Regions from separate parts of the Mus musculus genome. Here regions 2 and 3 are each linked to region 1. Evidence: chromatin contacts called from public HiChIP or PLAC-seq and promoter capture Hi-C data. All regions are on one chromosome and are shown on one strand. The core of a region is the stretch at or near the end of the contact, and the rest is flanking DNA. Distances in the headings are between cores, read along the strand shown.

What was found. HiChIP or PLAC-seq counts read pairs in DNA pulled down with a chosen protein or histone mark. Capture Hi-C pulls out chosen DNA fragments and counts their contacts.
Region 2: a contact with region 1 is called in a promoter capture Hi-C map of adipose tissue, with 5 times the contacts expected there. The contact joins the promoter of Sf3b1 here to the promoter of Gls in region 1. A contact is called at or near these places in 1 of 39 promoter capture datasets (erythroid cells), 1 of 484 Hi-C or Micro-C datasets (LSK cells), 1 of 115 datasets of contacts at active chromatin or transcription factors (astrocytes) and 2 of 9 other capture datasets (adipose tissue and liver).
Region 3: a contact with region 1 is called in an H3K27ac HiChIP or PLAC-seq map of thymic regulatory T cells, with 10 times the contacts expected there. The contact joins the promoter of Coq10b here to the promoter of Gls in region 1. A contact is called at or near these places in 1 of 39 promoter capture datasets (pre-B cells), 2 of 115 datasets of contacts at active chromatin or transcription factors (astrocytes and thymic regulatory T cells) and 2 of 9 other capture datasets (adipose tissue and liver).

What each region holds. Positions count from the first base shown.
Region 1 is chr1:52,230,790-52,234,570 of GRCm38.p6, forward strand. Gls (glutaminase) reads right to left here and starts at 2,443. Exons shown (of 18, transcript NM_001081081.2): 1 at 1,803-2,443. The coding sequence starts at 2,203.
Region 2 is chr1:55,026,120-55,030,249 of GRCm38.p6, forward strand. Sf3b1 (splicing factor 3b, subunit 1) reads right to left here and starts at 1,359. Exons shown (of 25, transcript NM_031179.2): 1 at 1,220-1,359. The coding sequence starts at 1,247.
Region 3 is chr1:55,050,822-55,054,514 of GRCm38.p6, forward strand. Coq10b (coenzyme Q10B) reads left to right here and starts at 1,949. Exons shown (of 5, transcript NM_001039710.1): 1 at 1,949-2,169. The coding sequence starts at 2,054.

The sequences.
Region 1 (3,781 bases), core at 1,193-3,692:
TGAGAGGGAACAGGATGGAGCATTAGCCAAGATAGCACTCCTAAATTATTGCTTTGAGATGATTTATTAATACCAATAGGGCGATGAAACCAGAAACTTCTAGGTAAACAAAACTTCATTTTCCTATCTGATTTTTTTTCTTTTTAAAAATGACACTAGAGTAATTTGGAAAACAAAAACAAAAATCCCTCCCACCCCCGAACCAGGGTACTTTAATAGAAAGTACCCTCCCATCCTGCAACCTGGATATTAACTGTTAAGAGTAAACATGTGTTTGTGCATGTGTGTAAACCAAATGATGGTAAGGTGAAGGTAAGGTATTTGACTAAACAAACAATACATCTTCTACTTTCTAAAACATTAGAGGTGCAAATGTAACCAAAGTGTAGGTTTTGAAAACAAAACAAAGCCTGGAGGAGGTTGCACATGCCTTTATTAATCCCAGCACTTGGGAGGCAGAGGCAGGCATATCCCTGAGTTCGAGGCCAGCTTGGTCTACAGAGTGAGTTTCAGGGCAGCCAGGGCTTCACAGAGAAACCCTGTCTTGAAAAGCAAAACAAAACAAAAACACTAAATGGGATTTGAGTCATCTAATCCAACACATGTAATAATGTGCCCATGATCATCAAGGTAGTTTGTGGTACAAAGCTACTATCACAGAATACCATCATTAAGTGCCTTTTTCCTTATTAAGGGTTTTTGTTGTTGTTTCATTTTGTTTTAAATAACATTTTCACTCTGGGAAAATAACCAGGAATGTTTTAGGAAGGTACCCACATCAATTACAGGAAACATTAAGCAGGCCTGAGATTGAAGTCATAAAATTCACACTTTCAGTTTGACTTAAGCTACTGTGCAGAGCTGGAAGAGAAGTAAAATGCAAAACAGGATACACCATATCAGTATAAAGTCAGAAAAATAGGATACAGAAAAAGCCTAAAAGTCAGTGTTTACCTAGTTGGGGAAACTATATTACACAAAAGCATTCAGCAAAGAAAACTCAATTTTGCTCTTAGGCTAAATTCCCACCCTATATACACAATGAGTCAACATCCTATCACAATCAAGTCCCTAAAACTACTTAGATTTTGTGTATTTTATGTCACCTTATTTTTGTGCTTTTAAAACAATTTTATCCTTTAAAAATCTGTCCACCGCACAGAAGACATCAGACAAGCCATCACTGGTCCCGATAGGAACAGGTGGTCCATGCTGCGTTCCTCGTCCTCTAGGCCACATGTCCCTATTCCGCCTAATCTCATTTCTGAAGCATTATTTCCGGTGGCCCAGATGGCTCTACGCACGCCAAAACGATCCACCTCAGGAGGATTAAGAACCCAAGGCCACATCTGGCATCCAGTGGGATGGTGGTGGAGGCTTACAGAATGGGGGAACTGCGGCCTGGCAAAAAGGTGAATCGGGAAGGTAGAAGCTCCGCTCTACGCCCGACTCCTCAATGTCACTCGGGAGAGATGGAGGTTCGCGTGGCATCACCCTCGCAGAGCCGGGGCGCTGAGCACGCGGCGCGGCCGGACAGCAGCCTCTGCCCGGCAGGGGCTTCAGCAGGCAAGACCCTCCCGGCGCTCACCCGTCACCCCGGGGCGACTCGCGCCGGCCACGGAGGGGAAGTGGGAGCAGGCGAGGGGCGCGGGCGGGGCCGGGCCTAATCACATGGCACAGCCGTCGCAGGCCGCCTGGCATCGCTTTCTTTCTCTTCCGCGAACCTCCGTTGCTAAGCCGCACCGCCACCGCCCACCGCCCAGGGCCCGACCCCTCCCCTCAGCCTCACCCACGCAACTCACTTGTCGCCCGCGGCCACCATCTCCTTGCCCTCGCTGTTGCCGAACGCGTCGGTCTCCCCCGGGCTGTCCTTGGGGCCCGGGGCTGCGGGTGGCGACGCCCCTGGCTGCTGCTGCTGCTGCTGCTGCTGCTGTGGCGGCGTACCCCCCTTCCCCAGCTCCTGTAGGATCTCCGAGGGCGAACTGGACAGGCCGCCCGCGCCGGGGCCCTTCGCGCGGCCGCCCCCGCCCCACCACGGGTGGAGTCGCGCAGCGGCCACCAGGCCAGCGGTCGGCCGGCTCCCGCCCCGGGGGCGCCGGCACAGCGTGCCGAGGGGCTGCGCGCGCCGCAGGACGGCTCCGACGGCGGCGGGCGGCCTTAAGAGCAGCTCCCGTAGCATCGCCGAGCCTCGCAGCCGCATCATACCGCCGGCGCCCGCTCGTCAGATGAGGATGCTTGGGGCGTGGGCGGCCGCTCTGCTCCCGGAACCGTGTCCCGCACGGCGGGGAGAGGACTGGAAAGAGAAAAAGTCCGGGACGGGGTGTGGCCCCAGCTCCGCCGCTCCCGCCGCCAACGCCGCCGCCCTCGCCGCCGCCGCCGCCCAGCCTGCAGCCAGCCGAAGTTGCTCTGGCCGCCGCGAGCTCCGCACTGAGACTGACGCTCAAGGGAGGGCTGGAGACATACCAGGCTCACCAACCGGGGGCGGGAGGACGCTGACGGCCTGCCCCCTGCAAGCTCTTCCATTGGCTCAGCCTGCCGACCTCTCTTCTGATTGGCTAGAGAATCGGTCAAATTTGTCTCCGCGCCCGTACGCAGTCCCGCTGGGTCCTGGAGGGCGGGGAGAAGGACGACTGACGTGTGTCAGCCCCGCCGACCGCTCTTCCCCCTTGCCTCGGGCCACCTGAGGCCAAGCTGGGCGAGGACCCGTAGCTCCGGAGTCTGGCCATTCACCAGGCAGGTGCGCTCCAGGGAAGCACGTCCTCCAGCTATTGAGGAAGCTGGAGTGCGCCTGTTCAGGCCGCCCAAGGCTGGAGGGAGGCTGGCGGTGGCAGATCGTCTGGTCCAAACCTACTGCTCGCCCCCTCGGTTAGGGGAATGTGTCCGCCCCTCTGAAGGCATCGGTTCTGCCAAGGCCGCCCTGACTAGCTTCATCCCTCTCCCAAATGTGCTTAAAACTTTCCATGGTTGGCTACTGCCCAGAAGCGAAATGTTTTGGAAAAAATGAGCAAAATCCTTTCAGCTATGCAACTTAAGACATTTAGAACGTTTGAGCGTAGGAACAACGAAGAATAGAGAAAAAGCCAGAGTAAGGGTGGATCTCTTCTATCTTCTACAAGATTTCTCCAAATCTTTTGAACGGCGATTATTTCATTAGTACCAGTTGACTTGAAAGCAAAATACTGCAGATCCTTTTTCTATTTTAAAAGCCATTTTAAAATAGAAGCATCTGAATACCATGTCTCAAAACTGTTTCAGCACAGCATCACCTCATCCATGTATCCTTTTAGATGTGTGTGCATCATATGTTTCCTGAGTCTGCACACATATACCACTCAGGACTAAAACCGCTTTTTAAACCATTTCCTGAAACAGATAGGCTTAAATGCATAGATTCACCAAAGTTAGCAGGATATGTAATTCACCAGATTTAGTAATCCAATCAATCTGTACATGTTGAACGAGATTAGTAACCAAAGAATCTGACTGTGCCTACAGGCTTGTCATGCTCAAGTTTTTGTTTTGTTTTCAACCTGCTCTTTAGATAAAAATAAAAAGTGTGAAGGAAATGACCTTGTGGGGGGAAAAAAAGCCAGAATTTTATATTACTTGGGTGGCTTTTATTATTGCTTAAGGTTAGTTTGTCAAAAATATTAATATTAGTGAATCAAAGTTATATATTTAGGAAAAACAATACATTCTAGGGGAGAGATAGCAAATGTTACCCTTAATAATATCTAACTTTGTCTTTCTAACTTATGGGTTGCTTTCAAACCTTAGTGTT
Region 2 (4,130 bases), core at 109-2,608, 2.8 Mb after region 1:
GTGTTAGTATTTTCAGTTCCTCAAATGTCCCAGCTATTGGTCCTAAACCATCTCTTTAGATTCGCATCGGAATTCCCTCCTTACACCCTCCTCTATCCTACCACAGCGACACTCACTGCATGGTACAAGATGTTCCCTCCGGCTCAGACATCCTCCCCTAATTTAAAACTGATTGATCCTTTTTTATCAGCGCCGCGTCACCACCTCCCAAAAATAACTAAGCATAAATTAATGGCTCCGTTACCCAGCTTCTCAGAAAGTACTGGCTTTACTTCTCTGTACACATTCCTTTGATTTTCTAAGAGAATATTCACACATCTGCTTCCACATCAAACTGTCAAATTTCTGACATCCTTAGCTTGTTACCTCTCTCTAACACCGAGACACACACTTAGAAAGGACGGGTTTAGTGACTTAGTGTCAGCGTAAATTTTGGCTTCTTAACCGGGAGCCAAGAAACAGGGATTCTGTCTCTCAGACTCAAATTCCTTCCCGTCTTCTCTGGTTACTTTCCTTATGGAATCTGGTTGCTTCTCAACATGTTTCTAGCTCTGTTTACTCTTGTGCAGCATAAAATAAGCGACTACCCAGAAAACTTTGGCAACTGGTCAAATCTGCCTTTCCTTCTCTCTTCCTCCTGATTCTCCAACACCTAGCTCTCAAAGGGAAAAAGATAGAACACCAGGACACAAGTGATTAAAGGAGTAAACTACCAGATTTTCTGCCGGAATCATTTAGTGCAAGCACCACAACACGATCCAGCCGCCTTGGAGATGCCTGTATCGCGAAGGCTGGGATTGGCAGGCCTGCGCTGAAGCGGCCTCCGTTAGGAGCGGCCCGAAAGCGGCTGCCGTCATTCAGGGCTTTCCAGGTACGAACTGCCGACGATAGCGCCCGGGGGGCGAGAAAGTCGGCCTCCCACGTCCGCCTCCCCGCTCCCTCCCCGGGAGTCCCCCGGGGCAAGCCGCTCGAGCGAGGCTCTCCGGTCAGAACAAGAGAACTCGGAAGCACCAACAGCCAGCGCGGAACAAAGCGCCGGTCCCGGAGTGCGAGAGGACGCCATTACGCGGGCAGCGGCCTGCGCCGACGAGCCGAGCAGGCCTCGCCGCGCGGCCTCGGTCGAGACCAGAGATGCCACGCGAAGACGCAGAAAGCCAGGAGAGAGGGCCGCGGCTGGCTGGCTGCCGAGGTCGCGCGTGGGAAGGGAAAGGCCGCTTACCTTCGTGAGTCTTGGCGATCTTCGCCATTTTGTCCACTCGAACACACAGACGGAACTGGCGCTCCCAAGGACTTCCGCTCGCCGCCGCCAGAAACAGAGGCCGCTCTCTGAGCGTGCGCACCCGGGAGCGCGCGCCGCACTGTAGCACGTACTTCAACTGCCACCTATATGAGACTGCGAGGGGCATTATGGGAGTGGGCGGGGCCAGGGCGGGCTCCCGGCGGCTTCCTTAAAAAGCCAGCGAAACCGCGGGGAAGACTAAACGCGGAAGAGGATGGCTACTTCCCAAGAGGGCTGTAGCCTGTCCGGCCAGTGGTGGGTAACGTGCCGTTAATTCAAGCACTCGGAAGAGAAGAGGCAGTTCGAGGCCAGCCTGGTCTACAAAGAGAGTTCCCGAAGCCAGGGCTGTACAGACAAAGCCTGTCTTTAATAAAACCAAAGGAGCCTGGCAGTGGTGGCGCACCCCTTTAATCCCAGCACTTGGGAGGCAGCGGCAGGCAGATTCTGAGTTCGAGGCCAGCCTGGTCTACAGAGTGAGTTCCAGAACAGCCAAGGCTACACAGAGAAACCCTGTCTCGAAAAAAACAAAAATAAAAAGTAGAGAGAGAGAGAGATTAAATTACACAAAATAGAATTTAGCCAAAGGAACACTGCCTCCAAGACACCCAAAAAATAAACAGTATGCTAGCCAGGCCTGTTAGAAATAAAGTTTATGATGCCTAAGATGTTAATGTTGGTTCACCAGTATTGACCAGCCATTAGATACGGTAGAATACTTCTCTTAACAGGCAGCTCAAGGGAATAGTATAGGGTCACAAGCAATGTTAAGTCCTGATCTACAATAAAGCCCAGTTCTTTTCTTGAGAGAAACATAATTCTGCCAAATGGGTAAGATGACCCCAGGTAACAACTATTTGAAAAAGTACAACACTGGTGCACTTAAAATAATTCTGGCAATAACTGATGCCTAAATGACCAGGCAAATAGGAGTGACCTATTGACCAGATTTTCAGCCTTCTGTCTCTGTTTAAGTTGTACTAAATGTAACCCAGGGTTGGGACCTAAATTACAAATTTGAGGATAACCTCATATTTGGAGAAAATAAGCCTAAGGTGTCTCTAAGTTATCAAAATGTATTCAAGGCTGGCCCTACCGAGCATTAGCCAGAGCCAGCTGTGCCAGACCTTTTTCCTTTATTATCCTCCAAATGTGCAGGATGCTTTCTCACTGGGAAGGCTTATCATTTCTATAACAGATTCAAAGGAGCATTTGCTGCATTTGTGGTAATTGTAGAAGCTAAATACTTCCTGGAGTTCCAGAGTAATGATAAACATCACTAAAAGATCACCCAGAATTGTCTTGTGAATCCTCTTTTATAAAAATAAGATTTTTTCATGCTGGGCGTGGTGGCGCACGCCTTTAATCCCAGCACTCAGGAGGCAGAGGCAGGCGGATTTCTGAGTTCAAGGCCAGCCTGTTCTACAAAGTGAGTTCCACAGGGCTACACAGAGAAACCCTGTCTCAAAAAACAAAAACAAAACAAAAAAGATTTTTCTCACCACAGCCTACTTGTCTGTATGTTTGTTCCTGAAAGAATACTAATATGGTTCAGGACAGGAAGGAGAGTATTAAAATGAGTCCGAGACGGCTCCCTTAGGCTCCTTATTTGGGGAGGTTGTGCAGCCTTGCAGAAAGAGGAAGTACATCGCTGGAGACAAGATTAGAGTTCCTCGCCTCAGTCTACTTTCAGTTTGCTCTCTCTGCCGTATGTCTGCGGCTGAAGATGACCTCTCAGCTTCTTGTTCCCACCAACCTGCCCGCACACCCACAGACACACTTTGGGAAAGACCATTCTCACACTGTGATAGCAGAGTCAAGAGACTAGTAAGAGCAGAGCAGGAAAAAAAAAAGAGCAGAGCAGGTTTACTTCTTAAAGCAATGTAGTTGTTTTGTTTTGAGACAGGGTCTCGCTGTGTAGTCTCTGGTGTTGCCTGATAGCTCCTCCCGGGAAGTCTGTTTCTCCATCAACAAAAGAATTTCTGCAGGTAGGTTAGTGGCACACCCCCTTAATCACAGCACTCTGAAAGCAGAGGGAGACAGATCTCTAAGTTTGAGGCCAACCTGGTCTACAGAGTGAGTTCCAGGACAGCCAGCCAGGGCTACACAGAGACACCCTGTCTCAGAACAAAACAAAACAACTTGGAGGTTTTAGAGATGTCTCAGCAGTTAAGAGCACTGACTGCTCTTGCAAGAGGATGCAGGTTCACTTCCAAACACCCGCATGGTTACTAACAACCAGCTATGGGGCAACTCCTAGGGGCTCTGATTTCCTCTTCTGGCTCCTGTGGGCACGGGGCACACATATGGTGCACATATATACATGCAGGCAAAATACTCATACACATAAAATTTTAAAAAGAATCACAGGGTCGAGATCTGCAGTCTATCACATCTGAGATTTCTTGCAGCTGTGATACAAGGGCGGATGAACAGAAAGGGAACACCATAAGCCCCCTAGACACTGCTTCTGTGCTTTTAAATAAGGTGTGGAGCAAAATTTGGCTCTGTTTTTGTTTGTTTACTTGACATCGTCTGACTGTGTGTCTCTGGCTGTCCTGGAACTCCCTCTGTAGACCAGGCTAGCCTCAGACTCAGAAATCTGCTTGCCTCTGGCTCCTGAGTGCTAGGATTAAAGGCATGTGCTACCCCAGGCCAGCTGTTTCTCCGTCTTGAATTAGATCTGCTAAGATGCCTTTAGCTGCTTGGGTCGTCTCCAGTGACAGTATGGACTTGACTAAACACAAGTTGGGGGAACCTGAGGAAGTACCTGTGGCAAACATTCCCTCAGAGCCAAGCCACTTTTGTTATCAGAGGTCCACAATGATGAGAGGGCATGAGCCCTCAGTCAGGG
Region 3 (3,693 bases), core at 699-3,198, 2.8 Mb after region 1:
TCCTGAGTGCTGGGATTTAAGTAAAGATTAATTTTTATTTGTAAAGCTTTTAAGAATTTATAGCATGTGTTGTCAGGCTTAGCCAAAAGCACCTTTATCTTGAGAGACCTCCCTAGTCCTTACCCTTAGTGTGTGTGTGTGTGTGTGTGTGTGTGTGTGTCAGTGCCTGCAGAGAACAGGAGAGGTTAACAGATATCCTCGAACTGTTACTGATGTTGTGAGCTGCCTAACATCAATTCTGGCAATGGAACTGGTCTCCCCTGCAATAGCAGCTCTTAGTTGTTGAACTATCTCTCCAGCTACATCATCATTTCATTTTCAATGTTTTTAAGCATCTCCCTGTGCAGTTCAATCTAGCCTGGGTAGTTTTTCTTTCAGTATCTCTAGTGCCAGGATTACAGGCACAGCACACTGTGCTCTACTCTTTTTTTTTTTTTCTCCACATCTTAGGGTTTCTATTGGTATGAAGAGACACCATGACCAAAGCAACTTTTTATAAAGGACAACATTTAATTGAGGCTGATTTCAGAGGTTCTGTCCATTATCACGGCACGAAGCATGACAGTGTACAGTCAAACATGTCCTGGAGAAGCCAAGAGTTCTACATCTTGACTCAGAAGCAGGTGGGAAGAGATGCCCTTTTCCAGGCAGCCAGGAGGAGGGTCTCTTCTGCTCTGGCCAAAGCTTAAGCTTTGGACCTCAAAGCTCACTCCTACAGTGACTCACCTCCTCCAACAAGCCCAAACCTACTCCAACAATGCTACACTTCCTAATAGTACCACTTCCCATGGGCTAAGCATATTCAAACCACCACATACAAGTCACATAATTACCCGATAATGCAGTACACATTAGTTCTATCTTCCCTTTTGGAATATGAGCTATGTGAGGAGACAGACTCATTCACACCTCCAACATCTAGTAAGTCTTTCAAAATATATTATTGCCTATGTTTAACCAACAATCTCATTTATTCCTCAAGCTCTGCTAACCAAATGCAGCAGGCAGGATGGCCTACTGGGTAGAACTTGCTGTGCAAGTCTGATGACTCAAATTGAATCTCCAGGAACCCACATAAAGATGGAAGGTGAAGAGGTGACTTCACAAATGTGCCGTCTGACTTTCATAAGCCAAACACACATCACACACGTACATTCATATAGTAATAAAATATAATTCTATTTTTTAAAAAACTGTATTAGAGTCAGTGAGATGGCTAATCATTTAAAAAAAAACAATCGCTATGCAAGCCTGTTAAGTGAGTTCTTATTCCTTAGACCCACATGGGAAGACTCTGACCTTCACATATGCGTTTGTTACGTGTGCCCCTCCCTTATATGTAAGTCAGGACCTCATCCAATCCCTGAATGTGGCAAGCAAAATTGTTGCTTTGTATAGAATGAGAAAAACCTGGATCATAAAGGCAACACTACACCATATCTTGGCCACGTATGAAGAAGGCAGCTAGAACTGACAGGTCACTGGGCCTGTTCGGGGCGGTATGACCCGAAGTTGCTCTCTGAACAACACCTCAGGGTCAGCACAGCAGGTACCGTTTGAGATCGTCAATACACAGTAAAATCTGCCAGGCTCGGCAGCAGGAGCGAAAACACGCTGGGCCAGCGCTGGGTGGGGTGGGTGTGGGAGGCAGTTACATAATTAGCCAGCTCCTGGGCTTTCCTCCCCCGGCAGGGCGGCCCTCACGAGCCGAGCCTCGAGACTCGACCCCAAATAGCTCCAGGAAAAAACCCGGACCGTAGGTGAACCCAGGAGTTCGTCACGAAGATTACATAAGTGGCAGACTCCTGGCAGGAGCAGAGCGTGTCCCGGAGATCCGCGCCCCGATTGGCTGTCCCGAGGCGGCACTGGACACGTGCGTCAGCCTAGCGTCAGCGTGGCGTCATGGGGTTGGGAGGGACTTAGTGGGAAGAGGCGTGTCCAGCTGCTCAGAGGGCTCCCGGATTGGCTGAGAGGCGCAGGAGCCGTCCCTCCAGGCCGGCCTGAGGGCGGCGCCTCGTTCCGGGTGCCCGCGTTGGCTACCGGCTTCACAAAGATGATCATGGCAGCTCGGACCAGTCAGAGGGCCCTGGCGAGGGTGGCATCGGGGTGCCATCCGAAGTCGACCACCGTGACGGAAGCCCCGGCGCGGGGGTCTGCGCGCGACGTCAGGTAGCGAGCGGAGGTTTTCCGGGCGGCGGGTTCGGGACGGGCCTGTGGCCGGGGCGCTGACCCTAGTCGGCTCCGGAGACCCGGGGCGCGGCGCTCGGCCGGCTGGTCTGCGTGCACCTCATATTATCGGGGTGAGTCAGCGACGAGACGGCCGTGGGAGGACGGACAAGCAGCCGGGTCTCCGGCTCCCGCCCTTCCGGTCTCCAAGAGGTGGGCGGCGGCCGTCGGGAAAGTTTAACTGCGCCCGAGAGCGCCGGCTCCCGGGCCGTGGGAGTGCGTGTCCTGGCGGTGAACCGCTTGTCAGACGCTCTCTCACTTGCTGTGGAGTTCTTTGACCCCGGCCACTCAGCGCTTGCAAAATGAAACACAGCCAACAAAGAGGACCTGTTGTTTTTTTCACTACACTGTAACTTTGAGGTCCTGTAACCTTGAAGATGGCTCTGTCCTCGGTTTTCCTGCTTGGTCCTTTAGGTGGAGATGAACCTAGAGACCTGAAGGACACTATAAGTCTACAATGCAGTTTTCTATTACAAATAAGACTGTAATAAAGTATTCTCAAAAATTAAAATTAACTCAGAGTGGCGGCTCACACCTGTAATTTTAGCAATAAAGTCAAGTAAGTATCGCGGTGGGTTCAAGGCCAACCCGAACTACAAAGTGAGCCCCTGTCTCAGGACCAAAAGAAAAGAAAATTGGTATTTGAGATGAATCAATATGTATACATTACAGAGGAGAAAGTCCAACTCTTGCCTGGGTTTCAGAACATTTTGGTTGAATGAAGACTTTAAAATGTCAGCCAAGAGGCCAGGTCTGGTGCTTTGGAGGCCAGCCTGGTCTGTGTAGCTAGTTGCATATCAGCCAGAGCTACAAGGTAAGATTTGTCTCAAAAACAAACAGAAACTAGCAGCCATGCTTCATCTCCAAATCTTACACAAACATGTTGAAACTGTGAAATCGGGTAGTTTATCCTCAAAAGATAGCTTTTCAAGCAGGACATACTGCTTATATTACTGATTAAATGTTGCTTTGCTGCTTATGGTCCGAGGCTCATGCTCAGAAAGTCCATACCAGCCTCAGCCTGGGAAATACCAAGTGACTGGATCTAAAAAAAAAAAAGGCAACAAAAATGGTATATAAATGCATAAAAGTATTACATTATCTTGTGTTCTGGCCTTTAATGTAATATGTTATTTGAGAGAGTAGTTTTGGAATATTAGTGATTACAAAGTCTGTTTTCAATATGTTACAGTACTCACTTGTTAGCTTGACTGTGTATGTAGCTAGTTGTATGGGGCAGTTGAAGGGAGAGGTGCTGGATCTAACCCAGGGCCATGAACATGTCAACCAGCTCTATCATTGAGCTCTCAACCCCTAACGCTTAATAGTGTGTGAAATAGATGTATTGCCCAGAGCAGTATAACCAAATAGGCATACTGATCAGGAAACCTGTTAATTTGTTTTAAGCATATGTGGTTTTCTTAGGAGTATGATCAGGATTAGGTAAGGGTATCTTGTGGGGCTTAA